2 separate regions of the Zea mays genome follow, and region 1 is linked to region 2. The links are chromatin contacts, called in public Hi-C maps. All regions are on one chromosome and are shown on one strand. The core of a region is the stretch at or near the end of the contact, and the rest is flanking DNA. Distances in the headings are between cores, read along the strand shown. Region 1 holds the start of LOC100272986 (putative glycosyl hydrolase family 10 protein). Region 2 holds the start of LOC100382040.

Region 1 (6,461 bases), core at 660-3,159, 300 kb before region 2:
ATAAACAAGAGATGAAGAAGATTAGTACTGTACTGTACTACTTTAGTCGCATCGTCGAACGCGTTCCTCTTCTCCGGCCTCGTTCGTTACCTTCCGGATGGTATCCTGCTGGTGCATCGCCCACTGGTCCGTGGTGAACGGCTGCAGCGACCCGCTCGCCACGGTGATCTTCATGGGCGTCTTGTCAGCATTCTGCAGGGCGCGCGCATGAACAATATATAATGAAAACCTCAATTTGCCAATTCAGCCAGCGCATGCATCCGATGCGTGCTTGCGCGCGTACCTGAAAGAAGATGACCGAGGTCTGCGTCGGCCAGTCCAGGACGAATCCGCCCTTGACGAAGGCCCAGCAGTCGCTCCTGGCAACGACCGTGGCGATGCACCTGGCGCCGGTGTTGTCCGGCGCCAGCCTCGCGGTGATCAGAGCCGAGTACGCGCCTTCCAGCTTCACCCAGCCTGATGCATGCGTGTGACAGGGATCGAGAATTATTGAAGCTCACATGCACGAGCGTAGTAGTACTAGTAGTCGGCCTCACATGTGTATGTACTACATGACTGCAAAAAGGGTAGGAGAGCTCACATGAGAAGGTGTACATGGTGGTCTTGTTGAGGTTGTACACCACGAACGCCGGGGAGAAGACGCCGGTCTCCGTCGTGCGGTATCCGTCCGGGTCTCCGCCGCTGCTGCCGAACTTGAGAATGCCTCCGTTGTACAGCGCCGGCTCCGGCTGGCCCCTGCACTGGACGCCACGCAAATAAACCTGGAGTTAGCGCACGCCGCGCTCTACTCTGTTGTTCATGTTCTGCGCCGCGCATAGTTTATTTTATTCTATCAAAGCTCAAGCGTATGATAGGTGTGGACGTGACAGCGACAGATGACACGCGCGCGACGCGAAGGCTCACTGTTGCTTGCGCTGCGTTAGTTGGTCACTTGGTCGGCCCAGAACCGCATGTTAGCCGCGCGCGTGCAGGGCTTGATAAATTAAAGAGGGACATGATGATCACGATGCTTGCAACCATTCCAGATGGAGCTTAGAATACTATCGAGAAGACGAGAAGTGTAGTAGTATAGTACTTGTCACTTGCTCGCTCCGTGTGATAATGTCTATTGGCTGCTAGCATCTCTGGTAGTGTGGTAGGTACTGTACTGGTGGGGGCGCTGAGGTGTCCCAGCGCACGCATGGGAACAAAACTGGAGTGGCCGGCCGGACGGACCGGAGAGAGTGAGGGAGGATCATGTGCATTGTGGATTTGTGGCCTTGTGGGGAAGAGGAAGCATTTGTTTTGTGGTCCCAACAATGGCGGCTTTGAGCTTCGCCATCTTCCCCGGCTCTCTCTGCTGCCGACCGCATTGGTTATTTAGTGGTCACCCGGGTGAAATGGTGTGTTTGATAAAGATGCAAGAACCATCAGAGATACACGCATATAGTTTGAACGGTTAATAATGAACGAAACGAACTTGCATTTGCTGCTGGGTGTTACTCATGCATGACGTGTGCAGATAAAAGCTTGGCGATTCTGGAAGAAAAAAGAATGCTTCATTCGGTGCATGGAGACTTACGTCGGTGTAGGCGGAGTAATCGTACCAGCCATCTGCATGTCACCAGGAAGCTCAAACGATGGATATGATAACTCGCAGGAAAAAAAACGAAGTACGAGAGAGAGGTAGAAAGGGGGAGTGCGACTGTGCGAGCCACTGACCTGGAGGCACCGCCGCGGCGAGCTCGCTTCCGCAATGCAGCATCCACAGGACGAGAAACCCCAGGCCACGCAGAGCGAAGCGATGCATCTTCATCGCCGCAGCGCAGCTAGCTAGACGAGAGAGCGCTCAGCCGGGCTTCTTCCTCTGTTCAAGTTCCTCACTGCAGTGTCGGCTGTGCGTGCACAAGGGTATGGAGGAGAATCGAGCAGTTAGCAATGAGGATGGAGAGTGCTACACCTACACGCGGGTCGTGATCAGAGCAAGGGGAGCTGTGCATCGCTATATATAGCCGGTGGTCACATGGCAGTTGGCACCACCCGTTTCCGCACTTGATCAGAGAGCGCCGGCCTTCTCGCACTTGGCAAGCTACCACTGGCCCTGGCCGGCGGAGTCACGGGCCGGCCGCTGTGGGTGCTGCCCACCACGTATATTCACGTACACCTGGTCCTCGGGAGTCTGCTGCTGCCGCCGCAAGTAATAACCCGCTGTTCGCTTATGGCTAGTTTGGAGGGACTAAAATCCCCTACTTACTCAATTTTGAATAAATTATGGATTTTAGCTCCTTCAATTCCTTTCGGTATTTGGACTCCTAAATTAGCCAGCGTAGCGGGCTGGTCACTGGTGGCCGTCTTCTGCTGGTGCTCCTGCACCGGGCCTAGCCAACAGTACTAGCGCCTGTTCCCCCGGCCGGTTCACTTCACATGCGAGCGGCAGAGCGGTAGGCAGTAGGCACGGGGTGGTGAAGAAGGTAAGATCATATCAGGGTCCTGTGAGTACCCGTCGCCTTATTCCGTGGTCTCGTGTGGGTCCGCCGCCCCGCGTCACGCCATGGGAACTGTACCGCGGACCTCGAAGTTTCTTCTGTTGTTTTCTCCCTGGCATTGAACCGGCGGGCGCAGATGGGTCGGCGGTGTACGTGGTAAAGCCCAAGGGGTGGTAGTCACGTACGATATCCTGTCACCAATTCACGTGTCGCTGGGGGCGCCGTGTCCCGTAGAGAGCTAGTGTGAATGTAGTGATGCTCGGCATGCCGGCAAGTGCTTGAGGCCGTTGTTCTGCATGGCTTGCTTGAGGCCGTTCACCAACGAGGATAATCACACATTCCGCGAATGAAGCGGTGCAAAAGTCGGTCGATCAGTGGCTGGCGATGTCACGAGTTCCCTTTTCGATCCTCTCGCTTGCCCCGTACTCGTGCGGCTAGTAAATAGTTGTGCATGAACACCCGGTGTTCATATTTTAGTAGTACATAGGTTAGCGGCAGTAGTGTGTAGTAGCTGGGTGCTACACGGCCTACCGCATTGTGAAAACATAACGTAGGTTACGTGCATCGCTTGGTACGTTTTACTAATTTGCCAAAAGCAGCCCACTTGTATAAAACTGAATACAGCATTGTATTGTACTTAATTCGGCTACAACCTACCGCTGCCTTTCGCGTATCGATAAATCTTCTTATTATTATTATCTTCGTCGGCTTTCTTCACCAAACAAACGAAAAGGGGGGGAGAGTTTAAGCCCATCTTTTCCACAGGGGAATCATCGGTCCAAAGGCACCGCACGCCGCAGCGGTTGGAATTATTGTCTGCCTTTCGGAAGTGGGTTTCCAAAGCCGCGCGCTTGCCGGCCAGAAAAAGGGATCCCCTTTGCGAACACGGGCCATGCAATGCATGCGGCCATGCGGTTGCTAGAACATCCGGTGCTTTGCCTTGCCCCCAAAATACACACGGACAGTGGGGGGCACTCGCGGAGTATCTTTATTTTTGTTCCGTAGAGCCGACTAGCCGTGTACACGCGGCTACAGGCTGCACAAAATACGCGGAGTGGGGCGCTCGCACGCGCGCTAATCCTACCACGTTCGTTCACAAAAGTATTCAATTGTAGGCGCCACCACCACAGGGTCTCGGAGGAGAAAGAGCGCATGCGCATCGATGCTAGGGTGAAAATGGACAGATATGGACGGATAGTATCCTGTATCATATCCTAATGTATTTAAAACGGGTTTGAGATCGGATATGCATAGTTAGAAACAGGACGAGTATGGATATATGGATCGGATATTTATCTGAGCGGAAAAGTGACGGATACGAATATTATTTGATCGGATATCAGATACTTGTCGGATAATGCATTAATTGGTTATCATAAAATATTATTGTTCGACTATGAAATTACAAGTAAATTATCAAGACTAATAAACATTTTATAGAATATAATCTCAAATTCCCACGTAAAATGGTAAAGTGAAGTATTAATTATGTTAAAACTTAGATACTTAGAAAATCATTAAAATACAATTAAATTCATAAAAATATTGTAGTGTCGATCGAAAATTGCAACTAAGTTACCAATATTAATAAATAGTTTATAAAAAGATAATCTTAAGTTCTCACATGGAGATAACCTTAAGTCCCATATGAAAATGCCAAAAGTCTATTATTTTAATATAAATTTAGACATTATTTCAATTATTTTGGTCTAAAAATATGTTTAAACAAAAATGTGATGTACTACAAAGTTATAGATCTCTTCTAGCTCTATAATCTTCATATAAACTTTATCTTTATCCGGTTTCATATGTAAAAGTTATAATTCTATAACTATATTATGATGCAGAACAAAATCGAGTACCCGTATCTAACCCCGAATATCTGGGTAGTAACCGCTCTGTATCCGACTCAAATTCGAAGCTACACTATTCGGATATTATCTGTATTCGTCCTGAATATAAAAATAGCTAAATCCGTATAAAAATATAAGTATTTACACTATCCGTATCCGGTAGTTGGGCGGGTTCACCCCTAATCGATGCAGGGCGGGCTGCTGCTGCACAGCGACCTTTCGACGCCGCCGCCGCGCGCCACGCGATGGCTGGTTGGCTGGCTCACGTTTTGGCGGTAGACGAGCCCGCTGGCCGCTTGCGCTTGGCTTGGTTTGGCGCGGCCCGCCGGCCTCGGTAGGCTAGGGGTACGCCTCGGCGGATTCACGGGCGTGCGCGAGCCAGAGCCCGGCCAGGCGGCCACGGGGTATGTTTGACTAGCGGTGCCGCGCGCCTGCCACCCGAGAAAAGACGACGCCGGATGGGGCTGGGATTCGGCGGCACGGTCACGGATCGAGCGGACATCTGCTGCAGGATTCGCAGCTGCGGGCGCTGGACAAGTACAGCTCGGCTACCGTGCCCGTGCCCGTGCCATTGTTCTTGGGTCATGTGACTCGGGCAACTCGTGGCCAGGATTTGATCGGCGCGGTCGACGCCAATTTGATCGGTCCGTTCTGTCCCCGAACGTACTCCACCGGTTCTGTGCCTGCCCCTGCCATCGGATGACCCGTGCCGTGCCAAGTATTTGGCTGGTAAAGGGAGCCTACGCGTGCGCACTTTTTTCGCGCGCATCTCTCCATCACAAAGGCGCGGCTGGCTGGCGCTATTCTGGTCCAGGCGTCCGGCCAAGCCTCGGGACTCTGCCGGCCTCACGAGTCCATTCTACTCCGGGAAACGGCGGTACGAGATGACCGCGACACGTAACGTGCATTATCTTTGTCTCAGTGTCACCGTGTCAGCATCAAGAATTTAGCTTTCCTGGTTTCTGAACCATTCAGATGAAGATGGAGCGTGACAAGTTTTTTTTTTTCTCTCGAAAGCATAGCAGTCCAACTATGCAATGCAACCCTACATCGGATAAGTTCAACAATTTGTAATGCGACAAGTCTTTTACCTGAACCGCTCAAGTTCTTCGTTCCAAACTACGTGGTAACAAACACAGTTACCACTCATCATTTACTACTGACCACAACCGGTGACAAGTCGTCAACTGGCCAAATATACAGGCCGCAGCAGTAGTATTAGCACAAACATATATATACAGTCATATACATACACGAACCAACATCATCACAGCACAACCGCCACAACTGTACAAATCTAATTTTATGACGAACGCATCGATAATGCTCCCAGCAATGGGCTGGAACCACTGATGCAAGAAATGTTTTATCAGTGTTGCCTTCATTCAGTTGGGATATCAGAGCTCTGGCCTGAAAATTTTACGGGGATGTCAGAATCGAATGAAGTCAAAAATTGAAGCAACCCACCTGCTGCAAAGCTAAGCGGGCTTTCAAATGCCCACCTGCATCACAACTATTTATCATGTTCATGTCTTATAGAAAGAAAAAAATCCTTTGTCGTGTAATACCTGTAGGTTTTATATGTTTTTAAATACCCTGTATGTTAGTATGTATGTCGACAAAACAAAAAAATCCAATATGTATAGTTATCACATAATCTCACTGCTGAGTTGTCTTATCCCCAACAGGAATTCCAAAATGTTTATGTAGGCTTTGGAACATCCCTTGAGATAGACTACATTTTTTTCTGAGTTTGGGTTCCATCATTGTCCTTTATAATTCTCCTAGTGGACCAAGCTTTGGCAAAAGTATTCATGCGACAAACATATCTAGCACCTCTCCATGGTATGTGGAACACGGGCAGACGTATCTCTAGTTACATTTGTTGTTTTTAAACCAAAATATATTAAATGAATATTATATCTAATAGACCTGCTCACGGCGTGATCGAATCCTGGATTCGCCCCTGTGTGGGACAACCTGAACGAGGGCCGAGGGGAATGCTAGAGGCCAAAGATTAATTATACTGGCTTTTCAACGTTCACAAGAGGGGAATATGAAAACACATCAAACTTGCAGATGCTAGAACGTAACGACTGAGATGTACGTGGGGTTCCCACCCTAACTTGCAAGTGGGCTCCCC
Region 2 (6,891 bases), core at 4,379-6,878:
CGCCCGACCCCAGGTCTCGAACTTCGCCCTGGCCTCGGCCGAACGACTTCCGCCTCGCCCGACCCCATGGCTCGGGCTCGGCCACGGCAACAGAAGACGGACTCGACCTCGGCTTCGGAGGAACCCCCACGTCGCCCTGCCTAGGGCACAGACCGCCACGTCAACAGGAAGCGCCATCATCATCCTACCCCGAATCGACTCGGGTCACGGAGAACAAGACCGGCGTCCCATCCGGCCAGCTCCGCCGGAGGGGCAATGATGGCGCTCCACAAGCTCCATGACGACGGCGGCCCCCAGCTCTCTTACGGAAGCAGAACGACGTCAGCAGGGACTCGACCGCTCCAACAGCTGTCCCTCCGCCAGGCTCCGCCGCACCTCCGACAGCCACGACATCACACCAGCAGGGTGCCCAGATCTCTCCGGCTGCCACATTGGCATGTACCTAGGGCGCTAGCTCTCCCTCCGCTAGACACGTAGCGCTCTGCTACACCCCCCATTGTACACCTGGATCCTCTCCTTACGACTATAAAAGGAAGGACCAGGGCCTTCTCAGAGAAGGTTGGCCGCGCGGGACCGAGGACGGGACAGGCGCTCTCTTGGGGCCGCTCGCTTCCCTCACCCGCGTGGACGCTTGTAACCCCCCTACTGCAAGCGCACCCGACCTGGGCGCGGGACGAACACGAAGGCCGCGGGACTTCCACCTCTCTCACGCTCGACTCCGGCCACCTCGCCTCTACCCCTTCGCGCTCGCCCACGCGCTCGACCCATCTGGGCTGGGGCACGCAGCACACTCACTCGTCGGTTTAGGGACCCCCCTGTCTCGAAACGCCGACAAATCTCTAGTAAGTCAAAATCTCTCCTAATCCGTATTAATATCTTTCAATTCATATGAATTAAAAATAACCTAACAAGCGACAGCGAAGAGGGAGGGGCCCTGGAGAAGGTTCACCATGACCCCATGCTGGACCCGAGGAAAGCGACAACTAAGCTTCTCCAGGGATTCCTAGTCCCAGGACGCCAAAGCGACCATGTGCGACCACTGGATAGGGGTGGATATCGAGCCAATTCGGCTCATTATGGCTCGTTATTGTAACGAGCCAGCTCGGCTCGGCTTGTTAGGAAGCTCGAGCCAGCTCGGTAGGCTCGCGAGCTACACAACTAAATACAAAGATCTATGTACATAAATATATATAACCGAAAAGTCATATTTTAAGTGTTTAACATTACAAACCCAAAACCTTTATAGCATTATTATCATATCATCGTCCTAGCGCTTCTAACTTTTAATATTAAATTAAATAACCAGATATGTATTAACTTATAGATTTATAAACCCTTGTTATAATAAGATAGCAACAAGCATCATTATAAAGCAATTCATCATCCATTCCACAAACACGTAACATTTCATTGCACAACACTAACATCATAATGCTTTTAGAAACAAAGTTCACAAAACTATAACCAATAATCAAATATTAAATATGCAATGTAGGTATGTAGCCATGCAATAATGTAAATATTTAAGCACATGACATATCCACACATGTCCATATCACATATCATAACTACGATAAAACAAGACTATGAGAGATGAGACGACACTAACGACTAGACAAACTTGTGTTGTGTCTGCTTGTTTGGCTCGCGAGTTAGCTCACGAGCTAATCCGAGCTGGCTCATTAGAGAACCAAGCTAGAATGCTAGCTTGGCTCGCTACAAAATTAAAACGAGCTGAGTCTCGAGCCGAGCTATTAATGAGCCGAGTCGAGCGATTTATTGAGTCACGAGTATTTTGTTCAGCTCTACCACTAGACGAGCACTCGCTGTACAAGATGGCTACTAATCGTCTAACGGCGTTGCAGAATCTAGACAGGCACTTGAAACTCAACGAGATCAGAAGGTAAAGCAGATGAAACGTCAAGGCCTTGAGCTGTGAAACATGGAAGGCTGATTGCGGGTGGCGGAAGCTCCAATCCATAGGCGACGAACAAGAAGGGGAACATCGACTTGTGGTGGGCGCGTAGGGCCACCGACGACTGGACGTAGGCCATGAGCTTGAGGAAGACCACGTCGCCCACCGAGAAAGGTTTCCAATAACTTATCTATGCAAGAAGGTTCCGATCAATTTGAACAAGGATAGAATAAAACTCTATTTTTTAGAATACATTTTTTGTTTCAATTTGTATATCTTTAATACAATTTGTAGAGCATGATAATAAATAATTTTCTAGATAAAAGATTTATAAATTTTATTTTCAAACTTGACTGACGCGTTGATGCCACCGTATTTGATTGTATTTGAGAGAATTCAAATTTGTTTGGTTTAAATTCAAATTGATTTGCTATTTCAATTAAAATGTAATTCAAAAAATAGAAAACAAAATGAACAGTGCACAAGGTGTAGCCCACCGGCTTTCAGTCCGTTAGCTACAACCCACGTTGGCCTTCTGTCCGTTAGCCAACATGCGAACTGGCTGGACCAAGCCTACCCGCGCATCCACATTTCCAAGCCAGCCGGGTACGCCCATCATCTCAGGTCTATGCGTACAAAATCTAGGAAGACATGTATTAGTCAAACACGTTTATCTGCATACTCATAAATTTAGAAAAGAGATATATTATGGTTTCTATTTTAAATGCTTTATATTTCCTCCATAAATATATAATTGTTGTAACATTCATGCAGCTAGACTTTTGGAGACCAGTTTATGATATATACTGATACTAATTATGCTACACAGTGTAGCTATTTATGCAATTCGGTACACTGCGTAAAAATCTATTACCTGTTGTATGCACACAAAATTAGGATAACAAAAATATACGATGAAAGTAAATGAATTGGCATATATGAAAAAATCGTATTTAATATTTTATTTCCTCTATAGATATAGGATTGCTTGAACAGCCAAACACCTAAACTCGTCAGAATTAGTTTATTATATATACTGATACTAATTATGCTACGCGATTTAGATATTTATGAAATTCGATATATTGCGTAAAAATATGTTTTCTACTACATGCGTACAAATTTATGATGCAGGAATGTGCGATGGAATAAAATGAATTGACATGCTTAAAAAAATCTTATTTAAATGTTTTATTTCCTCCATAAATATAGGATCAATCCAACAGTCATGCAACTAGACGTGGACGCTCCAGGTTTGAGCGTAAAACCTTAACTTTTAAGCATAAAACGTCCTCAGTTATAAGCGCAAAATATCAAGCCAATATAAGAGATTGATAGCTCTAGTGTGTTGTATTCACGATCCTCAGATCAAAAATTACGGGAATCGCATGCATGTTGTTTCTATTTTTATGGAGATCCAGAAATTATGCTTGGGAGTTTCTATTGTATGCGCGCAAATTTTGGATGATATTTTCGTTTTTATTGCACGCGTGCAATAAATTGGATGCCATGATTCACGTAGAGTATAAATTCTTATACAAAATCGTATAAATACTTACACCGTGTACCATAATTGATAAAAAATATATCATCGGTTCAACTAACAGCCCCGCAAGAATTCGGGACAATTTTATGGCAAACGTAGAAATCGTATTCATCATAGTAAAAATAATCACTTGAATGCATAAATAGTCTAAGTAGTAGACATAAAACATAATCATCGATGACATAAGCATTGATCGGATAGCTCGCTGGAAGACCATTCCGAGGCCGCCAGATGAAAAGGACGCCTCAGAGGCCATTAGATCGAAGATGGTCGTCGGAGGAGGACGCTCGAGATGTGCCGCATCGGAGGAGGTTGTTGTCTTTACTCTTTAGATGCCACCACGGACGGTCACCACAGCCATCACTACTCGCGCCTCGGAAGGTCGTCGCCACCGCCACCGCCACCGATCGCGCCTCGGAAGATCGCAGTCGACGCCCCCGCTCGCGCCTCGAGAGATCGCAATTGACTCCACCGCTCGCGCCTAGGACAGTCACAGCCCGGGAACGAGAAACCGTCCTGAAACCCTAATTCCTAGAGGTCTGGGGTGTTTTTATAGACGTCCGGAACTGGTCTGACTGAACCGAATGGCGCGTCTGGACTAGGCTTACTCTTTACTCCGAGTTTTTTCATCATATTTTTCCCTTGATTCTGTTTATATTTTGAAATTTTTAAATTTTGTAGAAAATTTTAAAATACTGGTTGGAAACCGAACCGGGAACGAGAAACTGTACCGAAAACTAGGTTTTTGTACCAGTTTTTGTAAACCCTGACCAAGTGACATCGAGGGAGGGCCCCGTCGGCCGGCCCCTGCCCGTTCCAACCAAAAAGTCACCGATTTTGCGCCACAATTGGGGCGCCTCGTGACCGGCAGGGAACAAAGAAACGGAGTCAATGAAGCGGTCACCACTTCGGTGGGCAGGGACCTCATCATTCAGTAACGCCTTTTCGATAGATGCCATAGCCACTGGGAAAAATGAGCGTGGCTAGAGCCCCAAAGCTCGCTTTACCGCCAAAGCACGCTCCCGTCTCCGCTCCCTGATCGGGTTTAGGACCGATGCCCACGTTAATGCAGCACATATGCCTAATCCACGTTTATCCTTCGTCGTTTGCGGCCAGCTCAGTTCAGGTCCGGAGGTCCCCGCTCGTGTTGTCGCAAAGGCAAAGCCACACATGGGTATCGCCATCGCCTGGGACCCTACGAGGCTACGATACGACCCCGAGGGAGCTTAGCAGCAGTATCATCACAAACGAGCAAAGTGACAGGTCCTCGCGACCTCCAGCATATATTCATGCAGCTAGCAGCTGTATCCTCTTGTGCCGATATAGAAACTGGCCCAGATGTTCGAGAACGATCAGATCAACACAGCTAACACGAGAGAGAACCCGCGCCCTGCGGTACTGCCACGTCGCACCGCTCATTTTTGAAGAGATGGCGACGCCCACCCACGGTCTCGCTAGCTGGTGCTGGTCGCGTCGCTCCCACTCTCCCCTGCTCACAATCACAACCGCAGACGTGGCTGATCCGCACGGAAAGCACACGGCGGCAGCTACCAGCGCCCCACGACCATTCCCAGACCTTTTCCCCACCCTGACGCCCATCTGACTGAAAACCCACGGCGGCCATTTATCGGGGACGTTGGTACTGGCAGCGGGGCGAAAGACTTTACTACCGCCGCTGTCGTTGTACGTACGAAAACCCAAGCCCACGTCGAACGGCCAGCGCGGCGCAAAAAGGCCAAAACTGCTGCTGCCCCAACACCCCCACTACCCCGCAATTAATAACTCCCCGCGCACTGCTGCCGCCTCCACCGCTCGTCCTCGGCATCGGCACACGGTGCCATCACTCTCCCACTCCCACTCACTCACACACTGTCTCGCTCGCTCGCTTGCTCACCCACCAATGGCGAGTCCTCCTCGCTACCCGTTCCCCGTCCTCCTCCTCGGCCTCGCGCTGGTGGCGTTGATGGCGCCGGCGCTACTGCGAGCAGATGGCGGCGCCGAGGAGGAGGAGGAGGCGCGGAAGACGTACATCTTCCGCGTGGACCACAGCGCCAAGCCGTCCGTGTTCCCCACCCACGCGCACTGGTACGCCTCCGCCGCGTTCGCCTCGGCGGCACCGGGGGCAACCCCGCTGCGGCCGCTCCACGTCTACGGCACCGTCTTCCACGGCTTCTCCGCGTCCGTGCCGGCGTCCCGCGCCGAGGAGCTGCGGCGCCACCCGGCCGTGCTCGCCGCGTTCGAGGACCGCGCCCGCCCGCTTCACACCACCCGGTCGCCGCAGTTCATGGGCCTCCGCGCGCGCCTCGGCCTCTGGTCCCTCGCGGACTACGGCTCCGACGTCATCGTCGGGGTGCTCGACACCGGCGTCTGGCCCGAGCGCCGCAGCCTGTCCGACAGGAACCTGCCGCCCGTCCCCGCGCGCTGGCGCGGCGGCTGCGACGCCGGCCCCGGCTTCCCGGCCTCGTCCTGCAACAGGAAGCTCGTCGGCGCGCGCTTCTTCTCGCAGGGCCACGCCGCGCGCTTCGGCGCCTCGGCCGCCGCGTCCAACGGCTCCGTCGAGTTCATGTCGCCCCGCGACGCGGACGGCCACGGCACGCACACGGCCACCACCGCCGCGGGCAGCGTCGCGTACGGCGCCAGCATGGAGGGCTACGCGCCCGGGGTCGCCAAGGGCGTCGCGCCCAAGGCCAGGGTGGCCGCGTACAAGGTCTGCTGGAAGGGCGCCGGCTGCATGGACTCCGACATCCTCGCGGGCTTCGACCGCGCCGTCGCTGACGGCGTCGACGTCATCTCCGTCTCGATCGGCGGCGGCAGCGGCGTCACGGCTCCGTTCTACCTCGACCCGATCGCGATCGGCGCGTACGGAGCCGTCTCCCGGGGGGTGTTCGTGGCCACCTCCGCTGGAAACGAAGGGCCGGCCTCCATGTCGGTGACCAACCTCGCCCCGTGGCTTGCCACCGTTGGCGCCGGCACCATCGACCGTAATTTCCCGGCTGAAATCGTGCTGGGCGACGGCCGACGCTTGTCCGGCGTGTCGCTGTACTCCGGCAAGCCTCTTACCAACTCATCGCTGCCTCTGTACTACCCCGGGAGGACTGGCGGGCTCTCCGCTTCGCTGTGCATGGAGAACTCCATCGACCCTTCACTGGTGAAAGGCAAGATCGTCGTCTGCGACCGCGGCAGCAGCCCGCGCGTGGCCAAGGGAATGGTCGTCAAGGAAGCTGGTGGCGCGGCGATGGTCCTTACTAACGGGGAGGCCAACGGCGAGGGACTGGTTGGAGACGCCCACGTCCTCCCTGCTTGCGCGGTGGGCGAGAAGGAGGGCGACGCGGTCAAAGCGTATGCCGCGAACGCCTCCAGCCCGATGGCGACAATCAGCTTCGGGGGCACGGTCGTCGGCGTCAAGCCGGCACCCGTGGTGGCCTCCTTC

Evidence for each region. A called contact is a pair of places that touch in the nucleus more often than the background predicts.
Region 1: a Hi-C map of leaf shows a contact between it and region 2, with 7 times the contacts expected there. The contact joins the promoter of LOC100272986 here to the promoter of LOC100382040 in region 2. A contact is called at or near these places in 2 of 25 Hi-C or Micro-C datasets (ear and leaf).

What each region holds. Positions count from the first base shown.
Region 1 is chr1:33,108,401-33,114,861 of Zm-B73-REFERENCE-NAM-5.0, reverse strand. LOC100272986 (putative glycosyl hydrolase family 10 protein) reads right to left here and starts at 1,909. Exons shown (of 6, transcript NM_001147437.1): 1 at 1,702-1,909; 2 at 1,562-1,593; 3 at 581-740; 4 at 284-456; 5 at 91-192. The coding sequence starts at 1,795. LOC100274428 reads right to left here. Exons shown (of 5, transcript NM_001148787.3): 5 at 5,309-5,728. The coding sequence ends at 5,700.
Region 2 is chr1:32,808,992-32,815,882 of Zm-B73-REFERENCE-NAM-5.0, reverse strand. LOC100382040 reads left to right here and starts at 5,628. Exons shown (of 1, transcript NM_001174805.2): 1 at 5,628-6,891. The coding sequence starts at 5,746.